Regions from separate parts of the Mus musculus genome. Here all the other regions are linked to region 2. Evidence: chromatin contacts called from public HiChIP or PLAC-seq and promoter capture Hi-C data. All regions are on one chromosome and are shown on one strand. The core of a region is the stretch at or near the end of the contact, and the rest is flanking DNA. Distances in the headings are between cores, read along the strand shown.

Region 1 (4,443 bases), core at 695-3,194, 1.7 Mb before region 2:
TCTTCCTTAGAGATATTATGTACAAGTAAGAATTCATACACATCTGAGCGTTATGGAGCACATATAACCCCAGCATTCAGAGGCAAGTGGGTCACCAAAGCTACACAGTGATATCCTGTCTCAAAATAACACAAACAAGCAAAACTCAACAGAGTTAAGAGGCAAGGAGGCGATGTACCAATAACACGACAGGAAGGCATGAAAAGAGAAAACTTTACAACGACGGGACAAAATCAGAGAAAAGGGAAACAACAAATCTCACCTATATTAGTACTTCTATGTACAACCATGCCTCAAAACTCACAAAAATGCTAGGCATGGTGGTACACGCCTTTAATCCTGGAATTGGGAGGTAGAGGCAGGTTGGAGTGAAAAGGGTAAGAGAAAGAGCAATGATATAGATTTAAAAGTATCTTTGAGCACAGCATGATTAGTGCATGCCTTTAGTCCCAGCATTTGGGAGGTAGAAGCAGCTGGTAAGTTCGAGGCCAGCCTGGTCTATGTAAGAGAGTCCAGGAGAGCCAGGGCCTATTACACAGAGAAACCCTGTCTCCAAAAAACAAAAAGCCAAGAAAGTTATTTTTCTTTGAAAAATATGTGCAAGAAAAAATATGCAGGATGTTCAGGTATTACAGTAAATGCAGACATGTGCCTGGGTTGACTGAGTCCTGCTGTGGCTTGTAAGGATGTCTCTGGGAAGACTTCCTCCGGGACTTCTATCCACCTGGGTCAGGGGAGCACAAAATCCAAAGAATGGTTCTATGTTTTGAATTGATTTACCTGGAAATTTGCTATGAATCATACCTCACAGCTTCAACAGATTAAGTATTCACACTAGCAGAGTGGTGTGAAAGAACACTTGCTCTCATGTGTGAGGTAATGCCCAAAAGATTTGATTAGGAATGCTCCAGAAACTACTGGTTCTTGAAATCTGGTAAATTATAATGGAAGGAAACCACTCAGGAAGAATGGATGTAAAATTTTTAAATTTCATATATTCATCTTTAGAATGTTTTAAAATGCTAAATTAACACTAAGCGTGGGAAAATAACATTTTCCTGTCTTCTTAAATATGCAGTGCAGCCGATACTCTGTTATAAATAGAAAAAAAACACCCCCAGAAAAGCTGGCAAATTCAAGAAGAAAAAGCTATTTTAGGCTCTCTCTTTTCAGTCTGTAATGTCAGGATGAAGTATTTATACAAAAAAGAAGATTTTGTCTTAAAAATCATAAATATTTCAATGTGGTAAAAATTATTTGAACACTGGTTCCACAGACAAACTAAAAATGAAAAGATAAATGAGACCCTAGAGGGGAAAATTCAAACTATTCCTTCCACTGGTGGCCTTCACAAAGCTAAAGACAACAATGAATGAAAACCCATCCCCCACAGGACCGGATCTACACTCAACACCCTGGTCGGTTCAGCCTGGGGATTTCTTAACCTAGAAATGCCATTCACAGCACAGCCATCCTGCTGGGAGGCAGGCTCTCTATACTCAATGTTCCCAATTAACTAAAACAATGCGACCATTCATGGCTCCATGCAGCACGGGAAGGGGCTGTAAGGGCAAACCTTGGCTTTAGTAGCAGCTGAGGCCAGAGCAGCTGCTGCGGCTGTGGCAACGTTTCCTTCCGAAATCTCGTGTTCCACTTTCTTCTTCCCGGCATCGCTTTCTCTTTCTTTACATGTATCAGTGAGCTCTTTGTTCTCTTCATTCTCCTTTTCTTCTGAAAATTATTTTTAAAAAAGCTTCATTAGGGTGTAACTGCCTTAGTGACCCATCTTAACCACTTGTCCCACATGATAAACCAGGGATGATGTTATAGAGATTCCAACACCCTTTTCTACTGTTTCAGAGTTTCAGTGAATCACCCCCTGCATTTAGGTATGCGTCCATGAGGATACTTTGGAAGTGACACACTCTGTCTCTGTGTCATTTTTCTCAGGACAGCGCCTTTGGATATGAGTGGTAACCTGGAAGAAACACACAGCCTAAGACTCCTATCTGTTCAAGAGGCAGCAGAATGATCTGAACACGACCCCTAAGTCTGAACAAAACCAGACAGGGAAGTAGTACTCCACAAGTCTGAGACAGACATGATGGGTTGTTACTGCAACAGACAGAATAAAGTGGCATGATCTGGACAGACGGAGTGACATGACACCTCTCCAAAAGAACAAGGGCGATAATAAACACAAGAGAATAAAGACAGACACAAACGCAGACCAAAGGACAAGGGCATGAAGTGTCAGTCAACAATTTGCTTGACTGTCAATAGGAAACGGAGAGAGAAAGCAGAGGCCAGATAAGCACTGGTATCTCACTGTTAAATAAACCCGAGAGTCATGGTGGGATCGAACCTTTAACCTCTGCACTCTGGAGGACTGAAAAGTCAGCTTCTCTAGAGGCTTAGACTAAAGGACAGCAAGGACAAAGACTGCTTAAATTATAGACTCAACTTAAGGCTAGCTTGGTCAACTCAGTAATATCCAGCCTCAAAAATTAAACAAGAAACAAACCACCAAGCAGGACCATGAATTTGGCCCAGTGGTACAGTGTGTAAAATACTGTAGGCTCAATTATCCCCCTTCACCCTAAATCCAAAGTCATTTTAAATGTCAGCATAGGGGCAAAAGCCTGCAATTCTCCTACTTGGGAAGAAGTGGCAGGAAGATCAGCAGTTCAAAACCAGCATTAGCTACAAAGCAAATTTCAGGTCAGCTTGGGCTATTCGAGCCACTCTCTTAAAACAACAGTCACGAGACTATCTCAAAGTGGTCAAGAGTACTAACTGGCAGTCCTTTCCAGGGCCACAGCTCTACTGAATGTCAGCACCTGAATGTCAGCTCATATAATTGTCAAGAACTCTAGTTCCAAGGGTCCAACACTCACTTCTGGCCTCCAAGGGCAATGCAGACACAATGTGGTACATAGACATGCACACAGGAAAAACACCCACGAACAGAAAATAAAGTCAATCTCAGGAACTTAAACATACACGGGTAGTTGATGCATAACATCTCTGAGTTTGAGGACAACCTGGGTTACATTGTCTTTTGTTTTTGTTTTTCGTTTTTTTTGAGACAGGGTTTCTCTGTGTAGCCCTGTAGACCAGGAACTAACTCTGTAGACCAGGCTGGCCTTGAACTCAGAAATCTGCCTGCCTCTGCCTCCCAAGTGCTGGGTTTAAAGGCGTGCACCACCACGCCCGGCTGGATTACATTGTCAAATACGCATATTCCACAAATACTACTAACAATTAAAAAAAATTGTTCTTAAAAAATAATAAGACATCTTTAAAGAAGGAGAGGGTATTTCTGTACCAATGACCAGAACTTCTCTATTGTCTTTGTACAGTTAAAAGGATTAACACTAAACCATGCTCGGGCCCAAGTCACCTGGCTTGACATCCTCACTGACGTCACTATCTTGTTCCTTCTCAGTGTTTTTTTCATTCTCTCGATCTTGTATTTTATCACCTTCATCCGATTCATTTTCCACTTTGTTTTCTGCCTGAAAGCCGTACAACAAGAGAGCAGTGGTAAGCGAGCAGCCTGTCAGGACTGAGCCCATCTGAAGCTAACAACAGGTTTATGGTTGTTGGCAAGCAATAGACTAGATTTGGAAGGGTCAGGTAAGGCAGACCTAAAGAGACTAATTCTGAGATACGTATTTGTAACCAACTAGGATCTTGGGTCTTCATGAGATGATACAACTCAAGCACATAGTGCCTGATGTTTCTGCAACCTCTGCTACTGAGACCAGGTTTACAATACCCAAGGAGTATCAGAGTAGCTAAACAATATTATTTATTGATTAAAAAAAAACCCATTAAATGCTACACACACATGCACACAGTAAATTTTCTGCCCCCCCCATTTTCATTTTCCCCACATACACATATGACATACATGTGTATGTGCACGTATGTTTGTAGAACACATACATGCACAGAGGCCTGTGGATGACATCAATAATGAACTCCAATCACTCTTCCACATTATTCAATGAAGCAGGGTTTCTTAAGTCATTTTGCTTGGGGATCCAATCTCTCTGCCCTCTGAGGCTAAAACTACAGATAGGCTAATGTACTGGCTGGTTCTGTGTCAAATTGACAGAAGCTGGAGTTATCACAGAGAAAGGAGCTTCAGTTGAAGAAACGCCTCCATGAGATCCAGCTGTAAGGCATTTCTCAATTATTGATCAAGGGTTGGAGGGCCCATTTTGGATGGTACTATCCCTGTGTTGGTAGTCTTGGGTTCTATAAGAGAGCAGGCTGAGCAAGCCAGGGGAGGGAGGTAAGCCAGTAAAGAACATCCCTCCATGGCCTCTGCATCAGCTCCTGCTTCCTGCTTGAGTTCCAGTCCTGACTTCCTTTGGTGATGAACAGCAGTGTGGAAGTGTAAGCTGAATAAACCCTTTCCTCCCCAACTTGCTT
Region 2 (4,349 bases), core at 1,674-4,173:
ATCACGTTCTACTGCAACAAACCAATCCAGAATTTCTAAAACGCTGTCTCAAAGAGAAAAAGCAGCAGCTTTCTAACACATCTCATCAACCTAGAATTAAGCCTTAGTGAGTGCAAGAACCATTTCTTCCCCCCTTTGAAGAAAGCAAAAATTTACTTTTTCTTCATGCAACCACATCAGTTTAAAGACAAATCACAACCCTGAGCCAGAGTAGTTTAGTGGTAAAGTGCATGCTTCCCATGTGCAAGACACTTACGTTCAATCCTCTGCACCAAACAACAAACAAACCAACCTGATAAAAACAGAAATCACAATACACCGTTACAGGGAAAACAGTGAAGCTAGAGGGGGACTCACACCTGGAACTAAACACAAGAGTGCAAAGGAAAAAGCAGGTGTTCACATAACACCTCAGCCTGAGGCCAACTCAGAAATATTCACAGAAAAAGCATGGCCATTTAAAAAGCACAGAGGTAAGAACTAGGCACACCAGCACAAACCACTACTGAAAGCATGCAGGCTTAGAGAAAAACAGCCTCGATTTTGAAGTTGCTATAAAAAAGAACAGCCACACCCAAAGTCCCTAACTGGGTTTTGATTGTGTTGTTTTTGTTTTTTCAGGTAACTCAAATTCACAACAAAATTCAACCATTCCTTAAGTCTTTCTTTGAGACATCAATATAAGCTTTTGTAAAATGATGTGAACTGTGTAAGATCTTGGAGAAGTATAACACCTTATCCCAGAAAACTAGAAGTTACCTAACAGGTAAATACTAGTTGATGGAAACATTGGTTTAAAAAAAAGAAAAGAAAAAAAAAGTAAACTAGAATAAGCAAGCTTAAATGGTACAAAAAGTTCACAGACACATCCTCAACAAAGAGGACAGTTTTTTTTTGTTGTTGTTGTTGTTGTATTCTGTTTGTTTTGGAAAACCATTTAGGTTCTTAGCTGATGCTTTGCAATGTTAATCATGAATATTCCACTGACTTCGATTTTAGGGACTGTTGTCCAATGAACAAACTAATACCGTTTCCCTCATCAGCAGTTTCCTAGTAGGTAGCAGCTTCTAGCAGACAACACCAAGAAAGAATGACAAGATTTGTAAAGTTTCAGTATTACCAAGGGGTTGGGGGGTAACGGACTGCACACATACTTCCAGCGTATGAATGATTTTTAACTCACCAGTCACCATGTTGCATGTATGTCTGCTGCTTGTCCTGAGTTCTTAAGACTTCTAACATTCTGAAGAAGATAGAACAAAGAAGTTCCTTCCATCCTCAGCCTCTTTTTAAGTTTTAACTTTGTTCTTAAAAAAATACAGTATATTAAAAAAAAGTCATTACTATCAAAGTTTGGTTGCTACTAAAAGGAATAAAAATCCTTTTAGCTTGCTTTTCCTCAGGCTTAATGTAACAAAATTGTAAAAATAAACTAGCAGATGTTTTGTCTTAGAAAAAAAGAGCTGTGTATTTCTCCATCACAAACCTAGAATTTCCTAGATAGAAGATCACAGCACTGAAACAAAATGTGGAAAGAAAAAAAAAAGCTGAGAAGAACTTCAGTTACATAGTTTTTATAGTGACAGGCAGATTTTAGAAATTTTTGCTGGACATTTTAGAAATTACAAAGAAAAAAACCGGCAAAGCATTGATCAAGTTAATCAAGGTTAAGAAACAGCCCTTATCAAGAACAGAAAGGCAAGCCCCTCCCACCCACGCGGAGGTGGAAAAAAAAAAGGGGGGGGGGAGGCTGCATTTAAGTGAGGATTTAAAGCGGAATTTTAGAGCTCCGAGAGTTTGATACCATATACAGAGGAGGATCTCTTTCCGGAGCGCACAGAGGTGACGTGTATCAACTGCGCTTATGGAAGAATCGGTTCTAATGGAAGAAAAGCGGGGCCTGGTAATGGTAACCTTCTCTCCTCAGCACAAAGCACCAGTACAAGGTGAGGAAACCCATGGGGACCCAATGCCCTCTCCGGCCAGCAGGACTCGGTTTCCCAAGCAGAGCAGCACCCTCCCCAAGCACCCACCCAGTCCTTGGGCCTCGCTTAAGTAACAGCATTCTTCAGTTAGTACGAGCACTCCTGTCCGCCTCCCGGAGGAGCGGAGCCGCAAGCCAGACCGCAAAGCCGCTATGTTTCTCCGCAGACCTAGGCCACCGCTGCCCCGGACGTCACGAGGACAAGGGCCCAACCCTCAACCTTCCCCAGTCGGCAGGTCGGTCGTCCGCCAGGCCGCTCGCCCGCCCGCCCGTCTGCCCTCCTCTTGGAAGGGGCGTCCGGCGCGCACTCCGGACAGCGTGAGCGACCAACAGCAGGGCGCGCGCCGCAAAACCGGGGGGTCGCGGGGTGGCGCGCGCCCCGGAAGCCGTTCTAGCCCACGGGCCACAGCTGAGAGCCAACGGGGACGCGCACGTCGGGCGGCTACGCGCAACGAGAGGACCGCACAGCGCGCACGATAACGCACGCGCGCGCGCAGAAAAATGAGAAAAAAAAAAAAAAGAAAAAAAAAAGCCACGCTCGTGCGCGCGCGCCTCCGCGCGCCCCCGTGCGCCGCGCCCACCCGCCCCTCAGGCCCGCCCCTCCCCCACCCGTGGGGCGGAGGCTCGCGAGCCGAGGGACGTTCTCCGCTCTGAAGCCGCCCTGAGGTCGCCTGGGCCCAGCGGCAGCGGCCCGCCCGCCCCCGCCCGCCCGCCGTTGTGTAGGGTGGGCCTGCCGCCTTCGAGCCAGAGCCTTGCTGCGTCCCCGCCCTCACCAGAGCCCTCACCCGGCGACGTCACCGCCGCCGCTGCCTCCGTTCTACCCGCCGGCCCCGCTTCACCGCCCGGGGCCTCGGTTCTGCCGTCGCCGCTCCGAGACCGACAGGATTTTCTCCTCACAGCTCCCTGGGCGCCATCTTACATTCAGCCCTCACGGCCAATGGGAGCCGAAGGCCCTTCTCGCGAGAACCGGAGCGTCGGATCCCGCGAGAGCTGCCTGCCAGGCTTAAAGGGAACGCTGCAGCCACAGAGGGAACCGGTTGGAGTGGAGAGCGTACCCCTCGTTGTGGGAAGGAGCGCCACGCCCATGGGCACCCCTCCATGCGGGGCGGGGCTTAGGCCCGGGGTTCAGCATCCAGGGGTATTTTGCCCCTGCCCTGGGTCTGAAAGCATGCTTTTTGAAGCCACCTACGGTGTCCCGCTAGCGCCTCCTCTAGTTGCACAGTTCCACGCGAGGCGGGGCCGGGCCTAGCTCGGCCTCGTGGTTAAGGTGGCCCCCTTTCAAACCCCTGAACTGGGCGCAGCTTTAACCATTGTGCCGCGCCTGGGAAGCGCTCGGGGCGTTAGTGCACGGGAGAAAACAGCTTCAGGAACCCCCAGCACCACCTCTCATCTGAGATCGCTTTGCCACAGTCAGGTCCACCTTAAAGCAGGCCTTGGGTAGCCTAGTGTTTGTATACAGGGAAAATGTGGAAGGCTTTAAAGCTGCAGGCACTCACCTACAGCCTCACCAGAAGCTCCCAGCAACCCAGGGGGCCCTCAGTCTGGGGCAAACCTTAGTGCCTTCTGCACTTGTTCCTGTCCTAGCAAACTCTAATCTTCAAATTCTTCAGAAGTCAATTTCTGAGACGGGGTCCAATCCAAGGGCCAGCATAGCCAGGAATCTCATCTCAGCACCGTATAGACATCCAGGGAGTTTGCTGGGGTCCCCAAACTGGAAAGGCCACAACAGCATTCATGATTTATCTCACTATGCTTAAATAGTTGACAGGGCTTTTTTCTAAATGATCACACGGGGGGTCATGTGTCTCTTGATCTCTAGCCACAAAGACACAAACCTAGATCCCTCCATAGGACTGGTGACTGTGCAACAGCATCTCTGGGGTTCTCAGGTTTATCATAGTAAGTGCTGAGCTAATTCCAGCCATGCACCTGCCTTTGAGAACCAAGTGCAGTAGTGACTTTGTGGCTGGCTCTTTTCTGGGGAAGTGCATTCTTCCAGAAGACATATGAGACCCACCACTGCCAGCTAACAAACTATTTCTCCAGGGTCCTCAGATATTAGAAAGGCAGACAACAGAGAGACGCCAGAGGGATTTAGTTATTCTTTATTGAAACGGAGTGTGGAGTGCTGAAGGGCACCCCCAGCCTCCAGGATGAGGTAGGGCCACATGTATTCAGTTCATATTTTGCCTGGGTCTTCTTTTAGTGTGACAGTTCGGTTGAAGACAATCTGAAAGGCAGTAGAAGAAAAATGACCAACAACCCCGAACCGGGCTTCTTACTTCCCCTTCATCACCTAGGAGGTGAGGTATCATGGAGGTGAGGTACCAAGGTTGTCAATAACTCTGTAATTTCAGATAAAGGA
Region 3 (4,823 bases), core at 360-2,859, 1.7 Mb before region 2:
CGGCGCCGCCCCCACTCCGCCCGCCCCGCAGCACGTCGCGTTGACGCCGGCCCCTCTCGGTCTTCCTCGCCAGGGGACAGTCAGACCCCTCTGGCACGGGACGTGGAGAGCGATGCAAGCGCGGCGCGCAGGGGCGGCAGCAGAGCCACTGGGGGAAGCCGACAGGTGCACCGGCGGCAGCCCACGGGGCCCGCTTGCGCTTCCAGTGCTGAGCGCGCTGGGCCGCGGACCTGCGAGGAACCCACCCGCCACGCGCGCGCAGGGGAGGCGGGGACGTCGCGGGCTCCGACACCCGCAGGCTCGGGGCGGGGCTCGGAAGGGCCACAGGGGGCGGAAGCCCGCGCCCCCAGTGTGGAGAGAGCGGAGCCCGGGGCACGGACTGTCCGGTGCCAATCCAGAATTCGGTGTCCAGAAGGTTCTCCAGTCCGACTCTAAGTCTTCTTCCGGAGAGCAGGGAGAACATCGACAGAGCCTGGCAAGGAGGCGAATACTACGGCCTAGGCTCTAATTGGATCAGACCTAATCTGTCCACAGCCAAAGCCATTAGTTTAAATCTTGCACAGCCAGGTCCACCCAACGTGTTATCCGGTCCCCAGTATTTGGACTCCACCTTGCGTTTTCTAAATCCAGGGCGGCCTTCCGCAGGTGACCAGTACTACCCAAACCCAAGTTCCTGGTTAAACCAAGAGGTCTAGATCACTGCCAGGTGCACATGCAACGTGGAGAGAGAGGTCTCTGTTCCTAACCCAGGTTCACTGCTTACTGGGAGACCTGTTGGAAGGGAGGCAGAACTACAGCTTAGTCACCTGGCTTTCCCCGCCTCCAAATAGCCTACATATTGATGTTTTATTATCGACCTAAATGATCATGTTCAGCTCAGTCCAAGGGTTAGTCCAAGGGCGATGCTGGTGTTGATAGTCTTCTGTCAGTGACCAAATATGAACAAGATGGAGGACCATCATTTAATCTGTCTCATACCTGTCTTCTAGTGAGTTGCCTTGGTTCAACACTCCTTTTCTCTCACAAGTATGGTTGCAGCTTAGAGTCCCCTCAAGGCTGACAAAATTCCAGCAGCTAGGCTCTTATATCCTGGCTCGGAGGTGGCTATGTAGGGTCTGTATGACATCTAGAGAGTGGCAACCAGACATACGTGTCCTAGTTTGGAGTTCCAGTCAAGAGGGGGCTTGCTTACCCAGATATAATACCTATTTCTCTCTTCAATTCCTGGGTGGTAGTTGTCAAAAGTGGATGTTGGTGGAAGTTCCTACCACACAGGAGATCCTATGTAAGTCCTTTCATGCTAGGGCATGGTCACAATAAAGTCTTTTCCTACTTATGGTAAAACACTTAAGAGTTAGGGAGAGCACTTGCCTAAAATGAGTGAGACTTCAGGTTCAATTCCTAGTACTGCAAAATAATTGTATTTGCTGGTTATGGTAGCTTATGTCTGTAATCCCTGTCTAGAACCAACTAACCAACCAAATCCTTCTATCTACCCTATTTCCCACCCGTAACTATCCTTTTAAATTCTGTTTTGATCAGTAGAACAAACAAGCGAATGTGAAATATTTCCTTCCTCAACTATCTTCTCCCCTCCCTGCAGAGAAATTCTGCTACCACTTTTTTCAATTTTGTTTAAGTTGTCTGAAACTGAACCCAGGGCCTTGTGCATGCAAGTAAAGTGATGTCAGTGAGCTATATATCCAGCACCAATTTGGTACTAAGCAAGCAAGCAAGCAAGCAAGCAAGCAAGCAAACCAACCAACCTCTGGCCTTCTGCTCCTCCCTAACACTGAGAACAGAGTAATTGGGCAATGCCCATTCTGTGGTGAGAAGAACAAGATTTAGCATCAAATCTGTGTGTCCCCCGAGTTAGTCACTGGCGACTCCAGCATGAAAGGATCTGGCAAGCAGTGTCAAATGTATGGTGTGTGCGTGCATGAAGTGATATGAGAACTAGAACAAGGAAACCACCACTGCCTATCTATAGCTTCCACGTGTCCTCTATTCACATCATGCGCCATCTGGGCGCTACACATGCTTTGTATGGCAATGGCTTCTTCATGCCTCTTTCCTACTGTTTTGGTAATTTGTCTCCAAAGCCAAGCAGAGCCATAAAGACCATTGCCATGACTGCCGTACACACCCTTAAGTGCAGAAAAGACACCTGCTTCACTGATGCTACCACCACTGCTCCCATACCATGACCACACATAATTTGGTCTGGATGGAGAACATCAATTTGACTTTAAATCCTCAGTATAAACACCAACATATTCAAATTTTGGCTTTCCTTTTTAAAAGCTGTATTCATCTGAATATGGAGGCTTCTTATATCACCCTTTAAATTCATGTACACGGGTGTTTTGCTTGCAAGTATCTGCACAACACCCATATCTGGTATCCAAAGAGTCAGAAGAGTCAAGCGCTAGAACTGTTGTTACAAACAGTTCTAAGTCGCTGTTTGTGCACTACAGACCCTCATTTCCTTTCTTGCATTTCAAAAGGAGCAGGATGCAGAGTAGGACAATAGAAGCCTTGTCTCCTTACCCAGCCCAGCATCCACTTTTACCTGGGCATTTAATGCTTCAGCCCCTTGAGACCTTCCCTCATAACCCAGGTTGGCAACAATCTTTACAGACCTGAAGCCAACCTTAAATTCCTAACCCTCCTGTCTCTACCTCCCATGTTCCAGGAGTACAGGTATGCCGCTATGCTGCTATGTCTAGCTGTTACTAATGACCACCACAGAATGATCAAGCTTCTGATCTTAGGCATGGAGACAAGCGATTGCTTTTGTGGGGGGTGGGGTGCAGAATGGGCTACTAGGAATAGGTCTACTCACACCATTCCTGGTAGGAAGGGACGGGCTAAAGGGCTTTTGTGTTGACAAAACTTCCTCACAAAGACTGAGTGTTCTCATTTCAGAAAAGGGTTATCACAAACCTTGGGGTGGTTATTTTGCCAGGCAATGGTTTGTTATTATGATGCAAAGGGATTTTGAATTTATTAACTAACTCTAAAGCCAGGCCAGTTAGGAGAAAACACTCAACTAATGCAGATGACACCTGCTGCCTGGGAAGAGGACTAAGGACTTCTCAGGGACCCTGCAGGTGTTGCAGAATAAGATGACCCTTAGCTGGGTGGCACATGGTCAGTAGATGCAGGAAGATCAGAAGCTGAAGGTTGTCCTGGGATACATGAAGGCAGGGATGCTACAATCCAGATGGCTATCAGAAGTCTGTCAGTGTCAAGGCCAAGCCAGACTCACGACCTCTCAGCCCCACACTTGCTCCGTGTGACCGTAGGAGAGCCAACCACAGGTGGCTAGGAAAGGAGAAAGATCTAGCTCCCTTACTGTCAGGTGCCTACGGTGCTGTCACTACTTTGCTAAGGTTTTCACGAACTACCTTTAGGGCAGGTGGTCTCTGTCAGCACAGCTGCTCTCCATGAAGCTACAAGAGCATTCAAAAGCTTGCCAGGGGTGGGGGGCGCGGACAAGTAGTTAAGGATTACCCCCAGATTTCTTTCTTTTAATGTGTAGCCCAGGCTGGCCTCGAACTCGTGATCCTCCTGCCTCTGCCTCCCTTCAGCAAATCCTACCAGCGTGTGCCACCACAACCGACTACCTCCAATTTCTGCATAGCAGAAAAACAAACACAGGAACCCCCTGGTTTTCTCAGGAGTCAGAACAGAGTCGGCTGGTCCCAGAAGGTACAAGGGTATTAATTGTAACAGGTTCACTAAATTTCCCGTCTCATTAGCCATCCCTACATCCCTGGGACAGGGATTATCTGCGTAGCTCTGGCTGTCCTCAAACTCCGAGATCTGCCTGCCAGTGCTGGGATTAAAGTGTTACCACAGCCAGGCCACTATCAGCGTCTTCAGCCCTTTGAAAATGCAAAAGCTATGAAAGAAGTCAACCATGCCAACCACGCCTGGCTCCCGCTATCCATTCTTTCTTCTGCTTTTTCCCAGATGGCATTTCTCTCTGTGTAGCCTTGGCTGTTCTGGAGATTCGCCTGATTCCATTCCTGCTGAGATTAAAGGTACGAGGCACTACTACCAGGCTCATCAACCATTCTTTATAGCAACCTGGTATAAGGTCTCTGTCACAAGCTCAGGACTAAAGTCCTTCCCCCACCTCACTATGTAGCCCTAGGTGGGGTCACAAGAGATCCACTCGCCTCTGCCCTTTATGATAGAGATATACATTCCCAGGATTAATAAAGTCTAGTCCCTCCCCAGCCCCAGGATTCCATAGGCAGCACACATCAGAATCCATGTTGCACCTCCCACTAGGAACTGAATTCAGGATAGTATACAGAAATTATAGACCACTCAGTTCAGATTTTACATTCTCAGTTTTCTCCAGGGGGGAAAAAAAAACCAAAAAACTTTTTGGATAGGTCTTGCTTGTACCACAATGCCTTTCCTGCCATCAGGATACTGTAAATTACTTTCATTTTCTTCAAGGATGCTTGCCCTATGTGAAATGCTGCTATTTATTAACTGTTTTACATTCTGGTGGCTTGGATGGCACAGCCTGGCTACTTTACTTACAGCTGTGATACACTTCAAACATAGCAGGATCTCCTATTTTTATTGGATAAAATGTCCTAAGAAGGATTTGTAGAGTTTTGTACCACATAACCTTTTTAAGAAGAAAAAGTTTAAAGCCAGACGTGGTGGTATTCGTTTTTAATTCTAGTATTTGAGAGGCAGATGGATATCTGTTAGTGCAAAACCAGACTGATCTGTATAGTGAATTCCAGGCCAGTCAAGATGGTACAACAGTGAGACTCTATCTTAAAAATTAAACC
Region 4 (4,585 bases), core at 1,968-4,467, 2.0 Mb before region 2:
TTTTCTTCAAAGACAGGGTTTCTCTGTGTAGCCATGGCTGTTCTGGAATTCACTCTGTAGTTTGGGCTGGCCTAGAACTCTGAGATCTGACTGCCTCTGCCTCCCGAGTGTTGGGACTAAAGGTGTGCGCCACCACCACTTGGCTTTTTGGAACTACTATTGCACAATGTACAAAGTTTAAGTACAGAGAAGGTCCACAGAGCATGACATAGGCTTCACTGTACATTTCCCTTTAAATTGTCCCATCAGGGTTGGGCCAGTTTAAAAAGGAATGAAGCCCCTGCCCCTAAAGCAACCTGTAGTTTTAAAGGAGGAGGAGACAGGGAAGGAGTAGGAGGGCAGGTAGACAGGTGAGCAGACGGGGACACAGGGTTGGGGGGATGGGGGGGGGAGTGGGGTGGAATAGCAAGCATATAGCCGCAAAAGTGAAATGCCAGACAAAGGAGTTGATTCACTCTTCTAACATTCTGAAGGGATGTTTAGTAATTTTTTAAATACCTTTACGGAAAAACGCTCTCACGTGACACAGAACTACTGCTAGTATGTATTAAAGTCATTTAAGCGGCCGAGTGTGGTGGCACATGCATCTAATCTTAGCACTCTGAAAGCACAGGCAGGTGGGTCTATGAGTTTGGTCTACGAATCCAGCTTCAGGCCAGCCAAGGCTACATACTGAGACCCTGTGTCAAACAAACAAGGCTTTTGAGGGCCCACAAGATGTCACTGGTAAAGGCACCTGCCACAAAGCTTGATGGCCTGAGTTTGATCCTCAGAACCTACATGGTCAAAGAAGAGACCCAGTTCCTCCAAGTTACCCTCTGTGTCCACACATGTCACTGTTTCATGAGTCTTCCCTAGCACTCTGCTGGATCTTTCCAATTTTTTTGTTTTTGTTTTTGTTTTTAGAAAATTAATCTGAAAAATATTGGAGTAAGAAAAGAACATAGTTTGGCTGAACATTTTGTGTGTGTGTGTGTGTGTGTGTGTGTGTGTGTGTGTGTGTGTCTGCAAATTTGAGCTCTAGAAAAAAATCACACGGCCTCTAACTTGGACCCCACATTAAGGAGACTGAAGGTTTCACTTCCGAGTTTACTTTCTGTTACTGAGAACTGAGAACAGAGAGAAGTGGTTTGTTGTTCACGATTAAAAAAAAATAAAGTCTTCCTTGCGAAAGGGTGTCACTGTGTAGCCCAGGTTGGCTTTGAACTCACAATTCTCTTGTCTTAGCTTCCCAAGTATTGGGGTTAGTATCTCCAGATGGGAGCTGTGCTTCTTTTACTCAATACTCAGTTTCTACAGCTCTGGGAAACCTTTCTGAACACAAGCCCCAAGAGTCTTATCTTCCTGCCCAGGAAGGTTCCAGTGCCGTTGAGTATAACATCTAGAAGGAATTACAAAGAATCCAGAGAGTTCTGGAAGCGGGTTCACAGGCCAGCTCAAAGGCTGCTCCAGAGCTTTCCCCCCCGTTTCTGCCCTACAACTTCCAACGCGCGCGTGCACATGCAGCCCCCCCATCCGACCTTTCCAGGGTCCTCCGGATGCTCATGCCGCCGAGCATCCCTGGAGTCATGCGCAGTTGGCAACAAGCCTTTCCGAGGGTCTATACTCCTCTCGGGAGCCCACTAGCCAACAGTGCCGCGGAAGGAAGCACATGCCATTTCGCACTTACTGAGGTACTGCTTGCTACCGTTCTTATGCCGCTTCATTTATGTGGGCTTCAGCTCCCAAGTCAAATTACAAGCTGCTTGAGGATAAGGGTCGTGCCGTTTACCTCTTGTGATGCCCCCCACAAGGTCCAGAACAGCGCCCAGCACACACCAGGTGCTCAAGAAATGGTAGTTGATGGTGATACTCATGGCTGGAAGTCAGAGGGTGACTGAATCTCCATAGGTGGGTCCACCATCTTCAGCCACTACTGAGAGAGTGCCAAGGTATGTGATATGTCACTCCCCTCCCACACTACTCTAATCCCTGAACTTGCAGCGTTCTGGGGAGGATACTTCATTTCCCAGTACAAGAAGCCATGCTCAGTCTCAAGATACCCTCCCATTAGGTAGTGTTTTTTCCCCCTCAGGATGGAATACTCCCAGAAATCTGAACACAGTCCTTACATACTTCACATAATAAAGTGACTCTGACGAGCCACCAGGAGACCTCTGTGCTGAGAGAGTCAGTGTTTCTCCATTTGTTTTGGGCTTGGGAATGAGCAGGATATACATTAACACCCACGAAGGCTTGACAAGAAGTCAATGGGATTACTCATAGGCACTAGGCGTTCATACCTACCATGCTCTTACCTCGATCAGGGATAAAGACTAAGAAACAAACACCCTTTAAACCCACAACACTGGGTCCTACTGCATCTCAGCATGAGATGAACCCAAAGTTTGCACCCAGGCAAAACTGGCCACTCTCCTATTTCTCACCCAGTGTGTGGAATGCTTTTCTAAAATGTGTGTGACAGATTGCCTTGGTCCCATTCCTGTGCCCCTCTAGAGGGTTTTCCTCTTCGGTAGTTAGAAGGCTCTAAGTGATGACACCGTGTCTTAATGATCTCTGACACTCAAACTCACGCCCTCTCCGTCTAAGGCAAGTCGTGGGACCTCAGTGGAGACTCGTGGGACTAAGGAACATCAGAAACTCCTAGCTCCCCTAAGCTGCGACCAGGTTGAAAGGAGCATCTCCAGGGGTGTCTCCGATTTTTTTTTTTTTTTCACAAATAAAAGAACCAAAGGAGTTAGGAACCCAGCCACTGACAGCAGCTGGGAGGATATCCCCACCAGGTTTCCCTTTTACCTAACGCCACCGGCTCGTGACCACTGCTCACCTCGCGGGGCAGTGGCGCTCGGGTAGAGCGACCGCTAGAACTGCAGCAACTTGAGGGAGCTCTGTTCGCAACCAGGACAGCTAGCCGACTGGCTGTGTACACAGTCGCCATGGCAACAGGAAGCCTGCAGGGATTACGGAAGTAGTGTAGGGTGGTGGCGGAATTTAAGCCCACATTTCTCCGTTAAAGATACAGGGAAAGTCAGAGCTGAACAAAGAAGACAGAGATGGAGTCAATTAACCTGGAAGGCTTAGAGTAGCTGTATATGCGAAGCCTGAGTTTGAGTTACGGGGGGAAAAAGGCTATGTATAAACCAGGAAGCGGGGCAGCGAGACTTCCGGTGTCGAGGACTTTGTGGGTACGGTGGCCGCGCAGGCCAGTGAGATTCCGGCTTCGCGTTCTGGGCAGCCTTCAGCGTGAGCCCTTGCCCCGCCCTGGTTAGTGTGAAGCCTGCTGGCCAGGCCTGCGCAGTTGCGGCGGCCGGGGAAGATGGTGGAGGACGGCGCGGAGGAGCTGGAGGACTTGGTGCATTTCTCCGTGTCGGAGTTGCCTAGTCGCGGCTACGGCGTCATGGAGGAGATCCGGCGGCAGGGCAAGCTATGCGACGTGACGCTAAAGGTACCATGGTCTGGGCGGTGGCTGGCTGAGGGGAAAGGGACTGAGCGGGAAGAAAAGGGTGGTGGACAGGGGAAGAGTGGTCCAGCCGACTGTGGGTGGAGAAAGGTTAGAGGGGAACAGAGTAGTAGAGAGCGGTGCCAAGCGCAGAGGGGGAAATGAGGCCAAGTTGGGAGAGTAAAGGGGACAGCCGTTCAGCCATTGGAAGGAAAGATTGAGAGGTGTGCCTCTGACGCCCTAAGAGCAGGAGACATTGGGGTATCCGCCTCCTTTTCTGTCATACAGAAAAGAGAAAATGTTCTTACAGGCAGACCATGGAGGAAGGGGCGGTGGCTGACTCCACATTCCGATGGGTACCACTAAGACATCCTATCTTGTCCTAAAGTCATTTCTTTGGGCTCCTTGAAGTTGGCTGTGCTGTTGTAAATGCTAAGCCTTCTCTTCAGGAGTCATTGCTTGCCCTTGGCGCTTTTAGAATCGGATCTGGAAATCTTTTGATGTGGGCTACTCTCTTCCATGCTGGAAAACAATCTACTGTCACCACCTTAAAAGGTCCTGGAGGCCAGGCTAAAGGACTGTTTGGGGAGAGGGATATTTTTGCCACCTGTTCCCATCCAGCATTCTGGTCTGGTGTCAAGGGCCAGTGCCCCCTGTGCTTTGAGTCGTGCAGGGCTGCACCTTGGTGCCCTGCTGAGCCAGGTAGATCCCTCCAGGTGGGGATACTGCCTGCCTGTGGTTTTTCCTGTTGGACCTTGCCTGGAAGGCTCTTACTGTCTCGGTGTGACACTCCCTCTTCCTGTTTCAAAACAACAGAAAGACACAGACACCTCTTAGACTTTATCTTCTACTGAGTTAAGGAAGCATTGCTTCTCCATGTATTCGAGTCAGACTGGTAGGAATGAATAGGGTGGCTCCTGGGCAGTGGTGGAGCACTCTTTTAATCCCAGCACTTGGGAGGCAGAGGCAAGCAGACCTCATGACCAGCCTGGTCTACAGAGTGAGTTCTAGGACAGCCAGGTCTATGAGAAACCCTGTCTCAAAAAAAAAAAAAAAAAAAAAAAAAGTTGAATGGTTAATGGTTTGGCACTTTAAAAAGCAAAACAAACTGAGGGTGGCTTTGGAGAAAGAACACACTAGCTGTAA
Region 5 (4,890 bases), core at 1,908-4,407, 1.8 Mb before region 2:
TAGATTTCTTTTAAAATGTAGCTATATAGCAGCATCCATTATCCCAGCACTTGGGAAGCAGAGGCAGGTGGATCTCTGAGCTCAAGGCCAGCCTGGTCTACGAGTTCCAGGACAGGCCTAGCTATAAATAGAAACTCTTGAAAAAAAAATGTGGCTATACAAACAAAATAATATAATTCGATCTGAGAAAGGAATGAAATGTAATAAACAATACATGAATGAACCTTCAAATCAAGGTGAAAGAAACCAGACTCAAAAGAAAGACCTGGGGCCGGAGGGAACGTTCAGCAGTTAAAGGTACCTGTTCTTGCAGACTGTCAGGTTTGGCTTCCAACACACACATGGTTGTTCACAACCATGCCTAATTCCAGTTCCAGGGCATCTGATAGCCTCTTCTGACCTCTGAGGGCACCAGGCATACATATGGTACACATACAAACATGCAAGCAAAACATTCATACACATTAAACAAAAGTGAAATAATCTAAAAAGCATAATTACAATTCTCCTCAGATGAGAGAACTTATCACAAGCAAGCTCACAGAAAAAAAGAGTACAACAGAGGTTGCCAGCAGTAGGCGGCACAGGAAATATGGACTGTTTAATGGGGACAGTTTCTGTGTACAATAATTAAGAAGTTCTGAAAATGGGTAATAATGACAGCTATACAACACTGTAAGTATATTTAATATCCCTGACTACTCTATTTAATCATTAAAATTGTACATTTTATTTTATATATTATTTTCCACAAATTTTAAAAAAAATTAAAAATTAGAAAAGTCTAACAAGCCAAGTGGGGAAGAGGAGAGAAAGAGAGCCGTGCCGTACTGAGATGTGCCATCTTGGACACAGGCTGCTTCCTCCACTCATACCACCTCCTCTTCCACCTCCCATTTGCTAAGAGAACAATAGAGAGACTATGAAGCCAGTGGGCACATCTGCAGGAAAACACGGACTGTTGTCGGGCAAACAAGTTCGCATACAGGCACAGCCCCTAACTGGCCAGTGAGAAAACTTGCCTGAAATTCACCCTATAGACTAACACTATCATCTCATCTGTTCATTACGGAACTTTAGATAAGCTGTGCCCAACAGCCAGAGCCTTGAAAAATTCCACAAATATTACCCACAAGGATCACTTTAGGTGGCTAAAGTCACCCGGATCTTGTTTCTTTAGCCAACTCAGAACAGTGGTAAGTTCCAGGGTCAGGAGCTCGTATGGCAGAATCCGGAAGACACAGTTTGAAGGCCTGATTCTCCATGCACACACTGGATGACCCTGGAAACTGGTTCCACGGGAAAGAGAATGAAAACCACACATGCGGTATTTGTCGCAGCCAACAGAAGGATACAGACTGTCAAAGTGAGCAAAGTGCACATGAATTCTAGGCTCGCCGAGATGAGTATCTGGAGTGATCCTGAACTGTGGCAACTCTAACCAACCACATTAACAAATACAAACGGACGGCAGGCATGGTCCCTTTCCCAACAGGACAGTTAAGCAGCTTACATATGGCCTCAGGCAAATCACAATTTTTATGGTTCTGTGTTCTAGCCACAAACTAAGAGTAAAGGTTTTGTGCCCATCTCAGGACAGTAATCTAAATGGGTGGTAGGGTTCCCAAACCGTGACTTTTAAAGCACATGGAAACATCTGGAGAGGTACTTCCCACCCGCCCCCCCCCCCCCACACACACAGTAACAAGAGAGTATTCAACAACAACGGAGTTTCAAGTAAGGGGAAGCCAGTTCTTGCTTTTCAACCTGACCAAAGAATGAGTGCCGAGCAGGAGCAGGAGCACACACATCTGCTATCCCACATATTCAGGAAACCGAGGCAGGAGGATGAAACTTTGTGGTCAGCCTGGGCAATGAAGCCCAACTCAAAATAAAAAGCCACAGGTGTTACTCAGTGGCAGACCAATGCCCTAGGCACACGTCCCCAAGTAACTTAATAATGAGTATAGGAATAATGTTTATACTTGTATTTCCTGTTGGTCGTTAAAAAAACAATACAAACAAAATATTTGCCAAGCAGAAACGCTGCAAATATATAAAAAGCCTTTAGATTTGAAATACATTAGCATATACTTCATAACATACAATCTTCACTTGAGCATCACACAGGTTACACCTAAAATGCATTCAGCACTAACTAGATACACTTGATCCTGACTCTAAGAAAAGCTTTAATGTTTAGCACACCTTGAGATGGCTGCACACTGCATAAGCAAACTCTACAAACGCACCCAAACGCATCATTAAAGACTGTTCCTATGTCGACTTCACAAGAATTACTACAAGATCATCATGAACTTATTTATTCATCGCTTCCGTCACCATAAGAGATAAATAAGCTAAACTAAGGAAGACTACCTCCAGGACCCCACTCCCACTCCCACCCCTCACCCGCCGCCACCTGTGGCTCACTGCCCTCCTCTTCATCGCCACCATCTGCACAACTTTCTGAGATGCAGTGTGGACCCGGGACTCGCTGCAGCTAGCGCTATCCCATTATAACCCTGATGCAACAAAACCACCTGGAAGTAAACATAAGCAACATAAGCGAGCAAAGTTTAGGTTTAAGCAACACATAAAACCAGAAACCGAGCACTCCCAGCAGAGAATCTACATGTTGCCTGGCTATCGGATCTTCGGAAAGAGGCAGGACTGAGTCACAGGGTCTAGCCCTCACCCAGACAACCCCAGACAACCCCAAAGCAGGATCCAGCGGCGAGCCTACCTGCCTGAGCTCACTCAGCCTGAACCCATCGCGACCCAGGCAGCTCGGCCCGGGCGGGGGCGCGGTCGGGAAGGGGGACGCGAGACCGTCCGGCCCCCAGCTCCAGACTGCGGTCTCCGGAGCCGCGCCTCGGGCTGCTGGACAGCGCCCACGCCCGCGCGCCCCTGCCCGGGCTCGCCCGCATCCCGGAACTCCCGGGCACGAGCGGCGCGAGGCCGGCGCCGGGGCCCAGCCGCACCGTGCAGACGCGCGCTGAGGTACCTGTGGCAGCGAGGCAGCTCCCGGGCGGCGGCGACCGAGCGGCGGAGAACGGCCTGCGCGCTCCTGGCCCGCGGTCCGGTGTTTGGAGCCCGCCCTCTCCCTCCCGGCCGCCCGGCGCCCGCGCAGCTCCCCGCCCCTTCACCTCTCAACTCCTACCTTTCCCCTCCCGCTCCGCCGCCCTCCACACGTGCTCCCGGCGGCGTGCGCATGCGTAGTCTGGCACTGCCAACGGCTCGGGTTCGCCCCCTGGTGGTCCCCTGCCACACAACTGCGAGAGGAAGTACTGGAGTTGCCTGTGGCCTGGAAAAAGGTGGCTAGTAGCACTTCAGAGTTTTGACAGCATCACTGTCCTGGGAAGTGATTGAGAACATGCACAAGAGCTCGTGTTCCATGCTTTATAGTGCCAAAGGATTAGAAGCGGGGCTGGGTGTATGGCTCAGTGGTAGAGAGCTTGCCTGAGACGCTAGGGGCCCTGGGTTTGATCCACAGCAGCATCAAAAAGAAAAACAAACCAGGGAATTAGAAGCAACTGAGCTAAATAGCAAGTGTATTCAGTTGATGAACTAGGTATAGGAGCCTCCAACACCAAGGATGTTAAATGAGCACTTATAATGAAAGCTAGTTCAAAACCAAGCTGGTGTTAGGATTCCATTTTTGTTAAAAATACAATGCATAGGGTAAAGTGGAAGATATATACTCAGTGTTTATTCCCACGTAGAGGAACTATGGGTGTCTGAGTCTCTTCCACCTTCTGAACTGCCACCAGTCGACTTGCACATGTAACGGATTATGCTGAGTGACTGCTCTGGTAAATGCTGAGTTAAGCATATGGTGTGTGTTCTCTCATTTGGCCTTGGGGAAAGTGAGGTTCCAGACACTCAGCAACAGCACCAACCCTGGTTGCTATGTTTCCATTTGTCCTCAGGCCTGCCTGTGGAGAGATCTCAACCACACTACCAATGTCTTGACTCTCTGAGTGTCACAGGTCAGAGTGGCCACCTGCCCCCATCTTGCTACCTTAAACATACTTCTTTCGTGTCACTCTTGCTCACCCCCAAGGCATACTAAGGTAGAACAGACCCTGTACCTGCCCTCAAGGGCACCAGTGGTGGGGGAAGAGAAAATATAAGTATAGTCACCGTGCAAAACAAATCAGAGGTGGCCACTTCAGCCTTTGGAATAGGGTTATTCTATAAAGCAGGTTTCTGGTAGAGATGTAACTCAGTTGATATACTGCTTGCCCAGCCTTGAATATGAGCCTTAACCCCCAGCAAACTGGCAGTGGTGGTGAAAGACTCCCCAGAGGAGCCTCTCGCTCAGGCCTCAGGATAATAGCAGACACCCAAGAACTCACGATAGACCAAGCTTGATGCAAACCACATGAGGCTTTATTCGGGGAAAGCCAGAGCTCTGGGGATGACTCATATCCCACGCAGGGTTAGAGGAGTCGACCTCGAGGGGAAAGAGGTCCCAGTTTTTATAGGCCCTCAGGGGGGAAAGGAGAAGGGGAGAGTGGGGGGATTTCCAGATCTAAACAATTCTCAAGAAATGGGTATGGGAGGGGTACAAGGAAAGAGTCTGGTGCAGGGGCAGCAACTCAGGATTGGCCCGGTTGTGGTTGCTGGGGAGATTTTCTGACTCTTTCTCAGCAACCAATATCACAAACACCTGGCAGTGGGCTTCATCAGTGGGCACACACATGGGTTCAAGGAATGGTCAAAACATTGGCAGACACACAAGTTCAAGGAGTGGCCAGAGCATTGTGCACCTCTATTTTTCTAAATCAGTGAAGCTAGTTCTGCTAACAGTGACATCTATCTTGCCAATTTCAGGGCTTCTGTGACCTTTTACATTCTGTTAGGATCTTTCAGTGGGTCACACCT

The links. Promoter capture Hi-C pulls out the DNA fragments that hold promoters and counts their contacts. HiChIP or PLAC-seq counts read pairs in DNA pulled down with a chosen protein or histone mark.
Region 1: a contact with region 2 is called in a promoter capture Hi-C map of cranial neural crest. The contact joins the enhancer-like site here to the promoter of Qrich1 in region 2. A contact is called at or near these places in 5 of 39 promoter capture datasets (cranial neural crest, embryonic stem cells, hematopoietic stem and progenitor cells and 2 more) and 1 of 115 datasets of contacts at active chromatin or transcription factors (large pre-B cells).
Region 3: an H3K27ac HiChIP or PLAC-seq map of embryonic stem cells shows a contact between it and region 2, with 4 times the contacts expected there. The contact joins the promoter of Cspg5 here to the promoter of Qrich1 in region 2. A contact is called at or near these places in 1 of 39 promoter capture datasets (frontonasal cranial neural crest) and 1 of 115 datasets of contacts at active chromatin or transcription factors (embryonic stem cells).
Region 4: a promoter capture Hi-C map of pre-B cells shows a contact between it and region 2, with 3 times the contacts expected there. The contact joins the promoter of Klhl18 here to the promoter of Qrich1 in region 2. A contact is called at or near these places in 2 of 39 promoter capture datasets (neutrophils and pre-B cells) and 1 of 9 other capture datasets (liver).
Region 5: a promoter capture Hi-C map of pre-B cells shows a contact between it and region 2, with 2.2 times the contacts expected there. The contact joins the promoter of Scap here to the promoter of Qrich1 in region 2. A contact is called at or near these places in 5 of 39 promoter capture datasets (the 3T3-L1 cell line, cranial neural crest, liver and 2 more) and 1 of 115 datasets of contacts at active chromatin or transcription factors (pancreatic cancer cells).

Annotation. Positions count from the first base shown.
Region 1 is chr9:110,203,287-110,207,729 of GRCm38.p6, reverse strand. It overlaps Smarcc1 (SWI/SNF related, matrix associated, actin dependent regulator of chromatin, subfamily c, member 1), which reads right to left. Exons shown (of 28, transcript NM_009211.2): 23 at 3,404-3,518; 24 at 1,577-1,731. Among named protein-coding and RNA genes, the nearest start is that of Cspg5, 38 kb to the left of the region's middle. Within about 2 kb of position 1,944, at least 107 of the 459 cell types and tissues checked have an H3K27ac peak or open chromatin away from gene starts, as enhancers often do. A contact at or near this core is called in hippocampal neurons, where this site is marked.
Region 2 is chr9:108,515,661-108,520,009 of GRCm38.p6, reverse strand. Qrich1 (glutamine-rich 1) reads right to left here and starts at 2,923. Exons shown (of 10, transcript NM_175143.5): 1 at 2,770-2,923. It overlaps Qars (glutaminyl-tRNA synthetase), which reads right to left. Exons shown (of 24, transcript NM_133794.2): 24 at 4,069-4,214. The coding sequence ends at 4,164.
Region 3 is chr9:110,240,569-110,245,391 of GRCm38.p6, reverse strand. Cspg5 (chondroitin sulfate proteoglycan 5) reads right to left here and starts at 1,609. Exons shown (of 5, transcript NM_013884.3): 1 at 1-1,609. It also overlaps the pseudogene Rn4.5s-ps2.
Region 4 is chr9:110,475,326-110,479,910 of GRCm38.p6, reverse strand. It overlaps Klhl18 (kelch-like 18), which reads left to right and starts at 3,217. Exons shown (of 10, transcript NM_177771.5): 1 at 3,217-3,445. The coding sequence starts at 3,317. Kif9 (kinesin family member 9) reads right to left here and starts at 2,917. Exons shown (of 21, transcript NM_001163569.1): 1 at 2,797-2,917.
Region 5 is chr9:110,331,623-110,336,512 of GRCm38.p6, reverse strand. It overlaps Scap (SREBF chaperone), which reads right to left and starts at 3,157. Exons shown (of 23, transcript NM_001001144.3): 1 at 3,008-3,157.